3 separate regions of the Mus musculus genome follow, and all the other regions are linked to region 1. Evidence: chromatin contacts called from public HiChIP or PLAC-seq and promoter capture Hi-C data. All regions are on one chromosome and are shown on one strand. The core of a region is the stretch at or near the end of the contact, and the rest is flanking DNA. Distances in the headings are between cores, read along the strand shown. Region 1 holds the start of Mfsd10 (major facilitator superfamily domain containing 10). Region 2 holds the start of Zfyve28 (zinc finger, FYVE domain containing 28). Region 3 holds the start of Hgfac (hepatocyte growth factor activator).

Region 1 (2,700 bases), core at 183-2,682:
GGAGGCCAAGTGGCAGGATCGGTCACTTCAGGCCAGGAAGCACCCAGAGCAAGGCAGGCAAGCATATAACCCTCAGACCCGGGCCACTTGTGTCCCTGTACTTTCCTTAGGTGTATTTAGCTTGGTGTAACACCAGGGGCCAGAAGATCCCTCTAGAAGGGATGGGAGCCCACTGTTGGCAGGGGAGCCCCACAGCTGCATTCTCCCCTCTGCCTGTTGACAGCTGGCTCCAGAGGCTTACCAGGGACAACATCATCACTGGGCGCCTCCCCAGGTAATCAGAGGCAGCTCCTGTGAGTGGTGCGGAGAAGAACTGCAGGAGGGAGAAGGCCGAGCCGATGAGACCTGAGAGACAGAGGATCAGTCCTAGAGTGTTGACCACACTTAGCCCTATATTCACAGGCCATCGACTGAAGCTCGGGTGGCCTCAGTTTAAAAAAAAAAGCCAACCAAAAACAAAAAGACAAAACAAAACAACCCCCTCCCCCAAACAACAACAACAACAAAACCAACCCACACCTTTCAGTTAAAGGAGGCAGGAACCCAGGGAGGATGATTGACCAAGAGCCTAGGCAGAACTAGCTCTCCAAAAAAAGGTTGTGGGCCCCAGCATGGCACACAGCGACATACCTCCGAACAGGACACTGTTGTACCTCTTTTCCGCTGGCATCCCGATGGCTGAAGCAAACCAGTCTACCCCACGCTGCCAGGAGCCATAGAGGGGGTCCTGGGTAAAGAGGAAAGTAACTCCAGCTGGATAAATCTGTGATAGGCTAGGCATGGGGAGAGCTCCCGCCTTGGGGGAGGGGCTTACTTGTTCGCGGCCGTGTCTCTCCAGCAGCCCAGGCAGCAGAGGCAGCAACAGCGTGAACGCCAGGAGGTCGAGTAGCAGGCCGAGGAAGAGCACGATGATCACGCGACGCTCGGACGCGGGCCGAGGCCGTATAGGCGGACGAGGCGTACAGCCCGCATCCCCTGCCCAGCCCATGGTGGAAGCTCCGACCCTGCTGGGGGAAGGAGGGTGTGGTGATGACGGCCCCGTTTACCTGACAATTGAAAGCTGAATTTGCAGGTTCTTGCCAGACAAAACGGAAGTGGTTCCAATGCGGTCCTGGCACACCCTTCAAGGCCCGACTCCCTTACCAACCTAGGGCAGCAGTAAGCTCAGGGCCGCAGTGGTCAGGGCGCCCCCTGTTGTGAAGCGGGTAACGGGGAGAAGACGGGAATCCCTGGTTGGGGAGTCGTAGGCGCCCTGAGCTCCTGTTCGTGTACCACTTCGGCCTCCTCACACGATATCGAAACCTTTGCTTCCCACCTACCCAGCTGGGACCTGTGCACACGTGCCGCAGCTCCAGGCGGGGACAAACGGGTGGATGAACAGGGAACCTCCCTGGATAGCAGCCACACCCCGGAGGCTTCGGAACAGGCACCTCCTCTTCCGGGAGGCCGTGCTGTGGCGGGAACTGGGTTTGGAGTCTCCCAGCAGCCAAGTATAGAGAAGGCTTGCAGGCTTCCAGATGCATTAGAAGCAAGCGGTGAAGTTCTGAAGAGCTAAGTGTATGTAAGAGACAGCTTGTCTGTGCAGTTCAGTCTCCTTGGTACCTATATATCTTTCTTTTGAATCAGGGTCTCATGTAGCCACGGTTGACCTTGAATTCCTGACCCTCCTACTTTAGCTTACTCTAAACCATGCTGGAGTTGGGGATGGTGATGCCCACCTCTAGTACCAGCACTCGGTGGAGACAGAAAGAACAGGATTCAGGATTTAGTCATCCTCAATCAACTCTGAAGTATGAGAACAGCTGGAGCAAAGACTCATCTTTTAGATAGATGAACCACTAAAGTCCTATCCCTTCAGTGCTGTTAACCTGTTGGAGCCATACAGTCCACACTGACTCTTTCCCAGAGGACAACACCGGATGCACTCGAGTGATAGGCTCTTCTAGCTGGATTGTGTTCCCCTTCTGACGACACAGGACAGTATCTGGAGGCTCTATAAACTTTTCCTTGGCATGTTCCTCCTCATAGATTGCTCAATCTATGCCCAGTATCAGATTTGGCCACCCTGCTTCTTGCTGCAGTTGGCTACACAGAGCCATTGTACGGCAGAGCCCTGTGGCTAATTCAGGCGTGGAGGAAGCTGGGGCTGGATGGTAGCCTAGCTGGTGCGTGTGTCAGGCCCAGGCCCCTCGTGGGTCATGCAGCCTCTGTCCCAGAAGAATCACAGGGAGAGGTGACAAGGTGAGTACTGTTGGTAGATGTAGCCCCTGTAAGCCAAGCTGCTGAGCCCAATCTCCCTTCAGGGTTGTTCTTGACCAGCACTTTCTGAGCTGCAGGATGCCCACAGCCATTCATTCTGTGCTCCAACAGTGGCTTCACCACATCCAAAACGCAACTCCTACTCAGCACCACCAACCCTCGCACAAGATCTCACACCTCAGAGCCATAGCAGGTGACAAGGGCCAGGCTGGACGTAAGGATTCAGTCCTGTTCTGTCATGTGTGATAGGTGATCTGATAAGTGTGTGGGAAGGCGACTTCACTGTAAAACGTATATAATGTACTTACCCACACTATGACAGCTTGTCAGTTTTATGGACAACTGCCTAAATGTCATTCTGTGTGTGGCTATCATCTAACAGTGCAGAGCTCTCACAGACATCCCCAACCTGTGTCTGAGCATGGCAGGGAGATGGGACCC
Region 2 (2,700 bases), core at 172-2,671, 350 kb before region 1:
TCAGATCCCTGAAAGTCCCCTAAACCTCAAATGCCAGTCTTCCAAACAGACCAGCTGTCTCTCCAGAATACTCGCCCCACTCCGAGAGACCATTCACAGAGTCTGGGACAGAAACCCTAAATCAAGAAATGTGGCTAGTCACGGCGGGAGAGCGGTCAGTTCCTTGGGTGGGCCAAAGAGAAGGAGGCCTCTGACTTCGGAGATACCAGCACGCAGCCGCTGCACTGCTCCCGCCCTTAGTCTTTGCAGTGACCCCACCCAGGTCGTGACCCTCTGAAGACCTCCAGCGTTGGCGTCCCCAGACTCCGCCAACCCCCAACACGCAGCTTTGGACGCCGCAGCTGCGTCCTGGATCTTCGCTGGATCCTAGCTTTGCATCGCCCAGCTGCGAACAGAGCGCACCGGGTCCGGCTCCGGGCTGCCAGCCCCAGGCAGGCAGCGGGACGCAGCGCCCGCAGTGCGACTGGCACGGCTGCCGGGGCGCGCCGCCTGGACCCGAACTGGCTGGTGAATCGCACCTCCGGCCCACTGAAGCTTCAAGCTCCACGAGCCTCACCCCGCGACTGGGCAGAGGACTGGTCGGAGATCCAAAAGGGTGCAGGCGGCTACCGGAACAGGATAGAGATGAGAACTGGACCAAGATCCAATTACTCCGTTTTGGGATAGAGGACCAGACCGCGGCGTGAGGGACCTCTAAGATACGGGAAGAAAGAGTCTGACCAAAGCCTAAGGTTGGAGAAAGGGGAATGAAACGGTCGGTTCCCAAGTGCGAAGGGAGGGTGGGAGACCCACTATCCTAGGACAGAATAATTGTGTTGCGAAAAGATGAAGGAGCATCAGCGGTGAGGCTAGAGGGAACCAAGAGAAGTAGGGGCTCTGAGCACGCAGGCTGGGACCGCTGGGTGCGAGCTGGAGCCAGCCCATCTAGTATCCAGACGAGGAGAAACATGACAGTACACCCAGGCCCGAAAGAAAGAGCCCCGTCTGGTACTGGAAAAGAGCAGTCAATGCGCGCCAGGTACATGGTCTGTCCAAGTCGCGGAATGCAGGGAAAGGGCATCCCATGAACTGGAGAAAGAAATTCATACAGGGCCAAGGAAACGAGGTCTATCTATCAAGGAGGGACCTGCAGGATAAGGGATCTGGAGGGGGGAAAGCGCGACGCCGGGACATGGTCCGCAGCTGGAGCCGCTCACCTTGGGTTTGTACAGCCACTTTCGGAATCTGTTCATCATCGCCGCGCCGGCCCGAGCCACGCTCCGGGCGGCCCTCGCCCTCTGCAGCGCTGCGCCCGGGTCCGGCTGCGGCGCGGGGTGGACACGCAGGCAGGGCCGGGACCTGCTTGAGCAAGCAGATCGTGTGCGCGGCGCCTAGCGCCGAGCAGCTGGCTGCAGGTGCGCGGGGCAGGTGCGCGGCCGGAAGGATGCTCAGCAAGCGGCGCGCGGCCGACCCAAACCCGCGAGCGGGCGGGCGCGCGGAAAGGCGCGGGCACAGGGCGCGCGGTGCTTCACGGCTTAAGAGCACCCAGCGCCTCCGCCGGTCACGACCGCACATGCGCCGGAGGCGCCGCACGCCCCCGGCCCGCTGCAAGTGGTGGATGGGGCGAGCCCGGCGAGGCCGCCAATCCCCGCCCAACGCCACGCCGTACCCCACCCGGGACGCGCACCAAGGGAGGGAGGCTCAGGACTACAGGTCCCGGCGCCCACCGCGGGCAGGGCCTGCGCGGCGTTGCTAGGTGACGGCGCCCAAACGATGCCTAGGCGATCTGCGGGTACCGGAGCTGGCCAGTGAACGCTCCCGCCCGCGGCGCCTGGACAGACTACGAGGTTAAAGCCAAGGAAGGCCAAGAGGCCCGCAGGTAGGCAGGCAGGTTAAGGTGAGGGGCCGCCACAGGGAGCCAGGCACAGCCCATCCTCTTCTCCCTAACTCGTTTTCTCCAGTTCTCCAATCTTTGCCTATTTTCTGGCCTTAGCGAGCTACCTTTGCGCTTTTCTTCCCACCTCCAAAAATAAAAGTAGGGTGTTTTCCACCACCTCCAATCAATCTCTCTCTCTCCCTCCCTCTCCCTCCCTCCCTCCCTCCCTCCCTCCCTCCCTCTCTCCCTCTCTCCCTCTCTCCCTCTCTCTCTCTCTCTGTTAACAGGTGACCCAGATGACTACCTCTTAATACAGTGTGTGTACCCTAGCAGTTCCTGCATCTTCCCTTAGCCCCTCAGCCCTGGACCTGCTTTGTAGCTCCCTTCTTACTCCTTGGAAGCTGCTCTCCACCCATTTCTATGTAGTTCCAGGCAGCTACGTGGTTTTAAAAACATTTTTTCCCTCCAGCCTAAATGCTTGAATTCAGATGTTTGCCTGTTCTTCACTATTTGTACAACTAACAGATCACCTTAGAGTCAACATGTCCACAACTGTATACTCTCTCAGTCATAAAAACTGCTTGTGGGGCTGGGAAGATAGCTCAATCAGTGACGTGTTTGCCTAATTAGTGGAAGAAGGTTCAGCATGCCAGAACTCACTGGAAAAACAAAAACAAAAACAAAAACCCTAGGCATGGACTGGAGAGATAGCACGGTGATTAAGAGCAGTGGGTGCTCTTGGCAAGGCCCCAGATTCAGTCACCAGCACCTCCATGGCTGCTCACAACTTTCTGTAACTCCACCTCCAAATAATCAAACCCCTCTTCTGGACTTCATGGGCCCTG
Region 3 (2,700 bases), core at 32-2,531, 400 kb after region 1:
CAGTGAGAAGCAGGAGGGGAAGGACCACAGGGTGGTGCTGGGCTGAGCCTGTAAGACACACTGTCACAAGCCCAGGATGCCTGAGCAGAGGCCCCAACACTGATGGCCCAACTGCCAAGCTGCTAATCTTACATCTCTCCCTGGAATTGAAGATGGACTGGCTGAAAGGTTTCTCAGAGAGCGTCTTCTCTGAGGCACCTCATCATGCACATCCCAGCAGCAACATTTCCCAACACCCGCAATGTCCTAGCACTCATAGCATCTGCCTGGTACCCACTGTGCGCCAGCACCACTGTTTCCTCAGTACCACAATGCTCAGACACCACTGTATACCCGCACTTGGCCATGAACCACCATGCCTTTGGTACCCATCATGCCCCACCATGCTTCTAGCACCTACTTTGGCAAGCTTGGGTGCTGTTTGGCCATTGGTGAGGGCGGGGCTTGGTTGAGATTTATGGTGGGGGTCACTGTGATCTCATTCCTGCCCACTGTACCCACTGTGCCCAGTGGAGCCTTCCTGCCACTGGCCCTGTCCCCCTCCCTCAGGAATTGGAGAGATCCCAAGAAGACAGCTAGAGCTATGGGTATGAGGTGGCCACTCCAGTTTGCCTAGGGCCCCCAGTGCCTGCCTGGAGCCACAGGGAAGCTCTGTGTATAGCCTGCCCAACTGAAGGCATGCAGGCTATGCCCACAGGTAACCAGACTGGGAAAGCTTACTGGGGGGCTGCTGGTACCCAGGCTGTCTGGTAAGGATAGAATTCTGGGGGTCCTGAGTACCCCAGGCTTAGGACAAGTAGACAAACCAGCAAAGAGAGTTACTGTTCTCAGGCACTGGTCACAGCACTTGGTCCAGGGAGCAACCCTTACCTCTCTTGAGTTGTTATGTGGCAATGGGTAGAGGGGGTACCCTCCACCCTGTGTTGACATCTGTGGATTGGGGACTGTATCACCCCCACCATGAGTCAGTAGCTGGCTGGGAAGAACTGGAACCCCCAGGTTCCTGCATGCAGCAGGTCCTGTAAAGGGCTCATAGACAGGAGTGGCCAGCAATATGGCCAGCACCTGTGCCTGGGAGGCCTGGCTCTGACCTGCCCAAGTCACACTGGAAGACTTCCTGGAAGAGGCTGAGACTTGAAGGTTGTGTTGGGCCGAGGAGCAGTTGTAGCCTTTGCCAGAGAACAACAGCTGCCCCAGCAGAGCAGGCAGAGCTGTGGCAGCAGGGTGGAGCTATGGCTGTGGAGGAGCCTAACAGGATGCAGTGGGTGGCAGGGTTAATCATTATCATGTAGCCTTGACCCCACCTGCCCTGGCCACGTTCCCTGGCTACTCTGTTCCTGCTACACCTCACGCCAGCTCAGGAGGAGCCATGGGGCGACAGGCCTGGATCTCTAGCCTCTGTCCCTTACCCAGGCCATGTCCCTTCCTGCTGCTCCTGCTGCTGCTGGTGGTGCCTCGGGGGGCCCAGCCCCAGGCTGGCAGGGTGAGCACTGCCCCTCTCCCTTGCATGTGGCCAAGGGTTCTCTATGCACACTCGGTTCCTGGGAAGAGAGAGGTCAGAAAGAGGGCCCCAGAGTGAGCTAGGGACCCAGTGTGGTGGCATAGTGGAGTGGAAGTTGTCATTTTGCACTGAGATATGGGGTGCTGGGCTAGGCTGGTCTGTAGTGCTTGGGCCTGAACTTGTTAGGATCCTCTTGTTGCCACTGTGTGGCCCAGGCCCCGTGAGTGAGTGGGGGGGGGGGGTCCTGGGGCTTCTGCTGCATTCCAGTGTTTGAGATGGGGTGTAGGAGACCTCAGAGTGCTTCAGCTGTTCCTGTCCACCCCAGGACTGCCCCCCAGGACTGAATCTCAAGGACCAGGGTGACCTGGGGCCCTGTGACTCTTAAGTTAGCACATTGGATCACTCAGATTCAGAAGGAAAGGCCAGAGGAGGTCTTGGGGACACCCACTGCCTCTTGGACCTGCCCTAAGGAGTCTCAGGTCTCTGGTGTATCCGACTGGTGGAGTCCAAGTGTGAAGGACTATTCCACACTGACACCTTTGTGGCCCCTTGGGCTCCTAGAACCACACAGAGCCCCCAGGACCTAACGTTACAGCCACCCCCGTGACCCCCACGATCCCTGTGATCTCTGGGAATGTCAGCACCTCAACAGAAAGTGCTCCAGCAGCAGAGACTGAGGGACCCCAAAGTGAGAGGTACCCTCCTCCCTCCAGCAGCAGCCCCCCTGGGGGCCAAGGTAGGTGAGACACTGTAACAGGAAGGCAGCTAAAGAGGTGTGGGGCCTGGGTAGGGGTGGAGTACCCAGTGGGATGCCTGATCCCTGACACCCCTCCACAGTGCTCACCGAGTCTGGGCAGCCGTGCAGGTTCCCTTTCCGCTACGGTGGCCGCATGCTGCACTCCTGTACCTCTGAGGGAAGTGCCTACAGGAAGTGGTGAGTCCCAGAGTGGGGTAGCGGCTGAGGAACCTACACAGGTTCCCACTGTGGACCCTCATGAACCCTGAAGCTAGTAGGTCTTGATGCCCAGCAGGTACATTTAGTGAACAGGGGCTCCAGGGTGCCCAGGCAGAGATGGGTGGGGCTCTGGGCAGGGACTCAGTTTTATCCTCTGACTCGACCCTCCAGGTGCGCTACAACACACAACTATGACCGAGACCGGGCCTGGGGCTACTGTGCAGAGGTGACCCTGCCTGTGGAA

What was found. Promoter capture Hi-C pulls out the DNA fragments that hold promoters and counts their contacts. HiChIP or PLAC-seq counts read pairs in DNA pulled down with a chosen protein or histone mark.
Region 2: a contact with region 1 is called in a promoter capture Hi-C map of macrophages, with 5 read pairs. The contact joins the promoter of Zfyve28 here to the promoter of Mfsd10 in region 1. A contact is called at or near these places in 12 of 39 promoter capture datasets (3T3-L1-derived adipocytes, the C10 cell line, HPC-7-derived erythroid cells and 6 more), 2 of 15 datasets of contacts at CTCF or cohesin (large pre-B cells and pro-B cells), 21 of 484 Hi-C or Micro-C datasets (B cells, the Ba/F3 cell line, the C10 cell line and 11 more), 7 of 115 datasets of contacts at active chromatin or transcription factors (astrocytes, bone marrow-derived dendritic cells, embryonic forebrain and 2 more) and 4 of 9 other capture datasets (adipose tissue, embryonic stem cells, liver and 1 more).
Region 3: a contact with region 1 is called in a FOXA1 HiChIP or PLAC-seq map of pancreatic cancer cells. The contact joins the promoter of Hgfac here to the promoter of Mfsd10 in region 1. A contact is called at or near these places in 5 of 39 promoter capture datasets (the HPC-7 cell line, Sertoli cells, embryonic stem cells and 2 more), 5 of 484 Hi-C or Micro-C datasets (the P5424 cell line, embryonic fibroblasts, growing oocytes and 2 more) and 3 of 115 datasets of contacts at active chromatin or transcription factors (embryonic stem cells and pancreatic cancer cells).

Annotation. Positions count from the first base shown.
Region 1 is chr5:34,635,780-34,638,479 of GRCm38.p6, forward strand. It overlaps Mfsd10 (major facilitator superfamily domain containing 10), which reads right to left and starts at 1,433. Exons shown (of 13, transcript NM_026660.3): 1 at 1,148-1,433; 2 at 815-1,004; 3 at 631-727; 4 at 242-345. The coding sequence starts at 988.
Region 2 is chr5:34,286,903-34,289,602 of GRCm38.p6, forward strand. It overlaps Zfyve28 (zinc finger, FYVE domain containing 28), which reads right to left and starts at 1,422. Exons shown (of 13, transcript NM_001015039.1): 1 at 1,197-1,422. The coding sequence starts at 1,235. Cfap99 (cilia and flagella associated protein 99) reads left to right here and starts at 1,763. Exons shown (of 16, transcript NM_001370805.1): 1 at 1,763-1,858.
Region 3 is chr5:35,040,228-35,042,927 of GRCm38.p6, forward strand. It overlaps Hgfac (hepatocyte growth factor activator), which reads left to right and starts at 1,282. Exons shown (of 14, transcript NM_019447.3): 1 at 1,282-1,483; 2 at 2,063-2,237; 3 at 2,339-2,435; 4 at 2,628-2,700. The coding sequence starts at 1,370.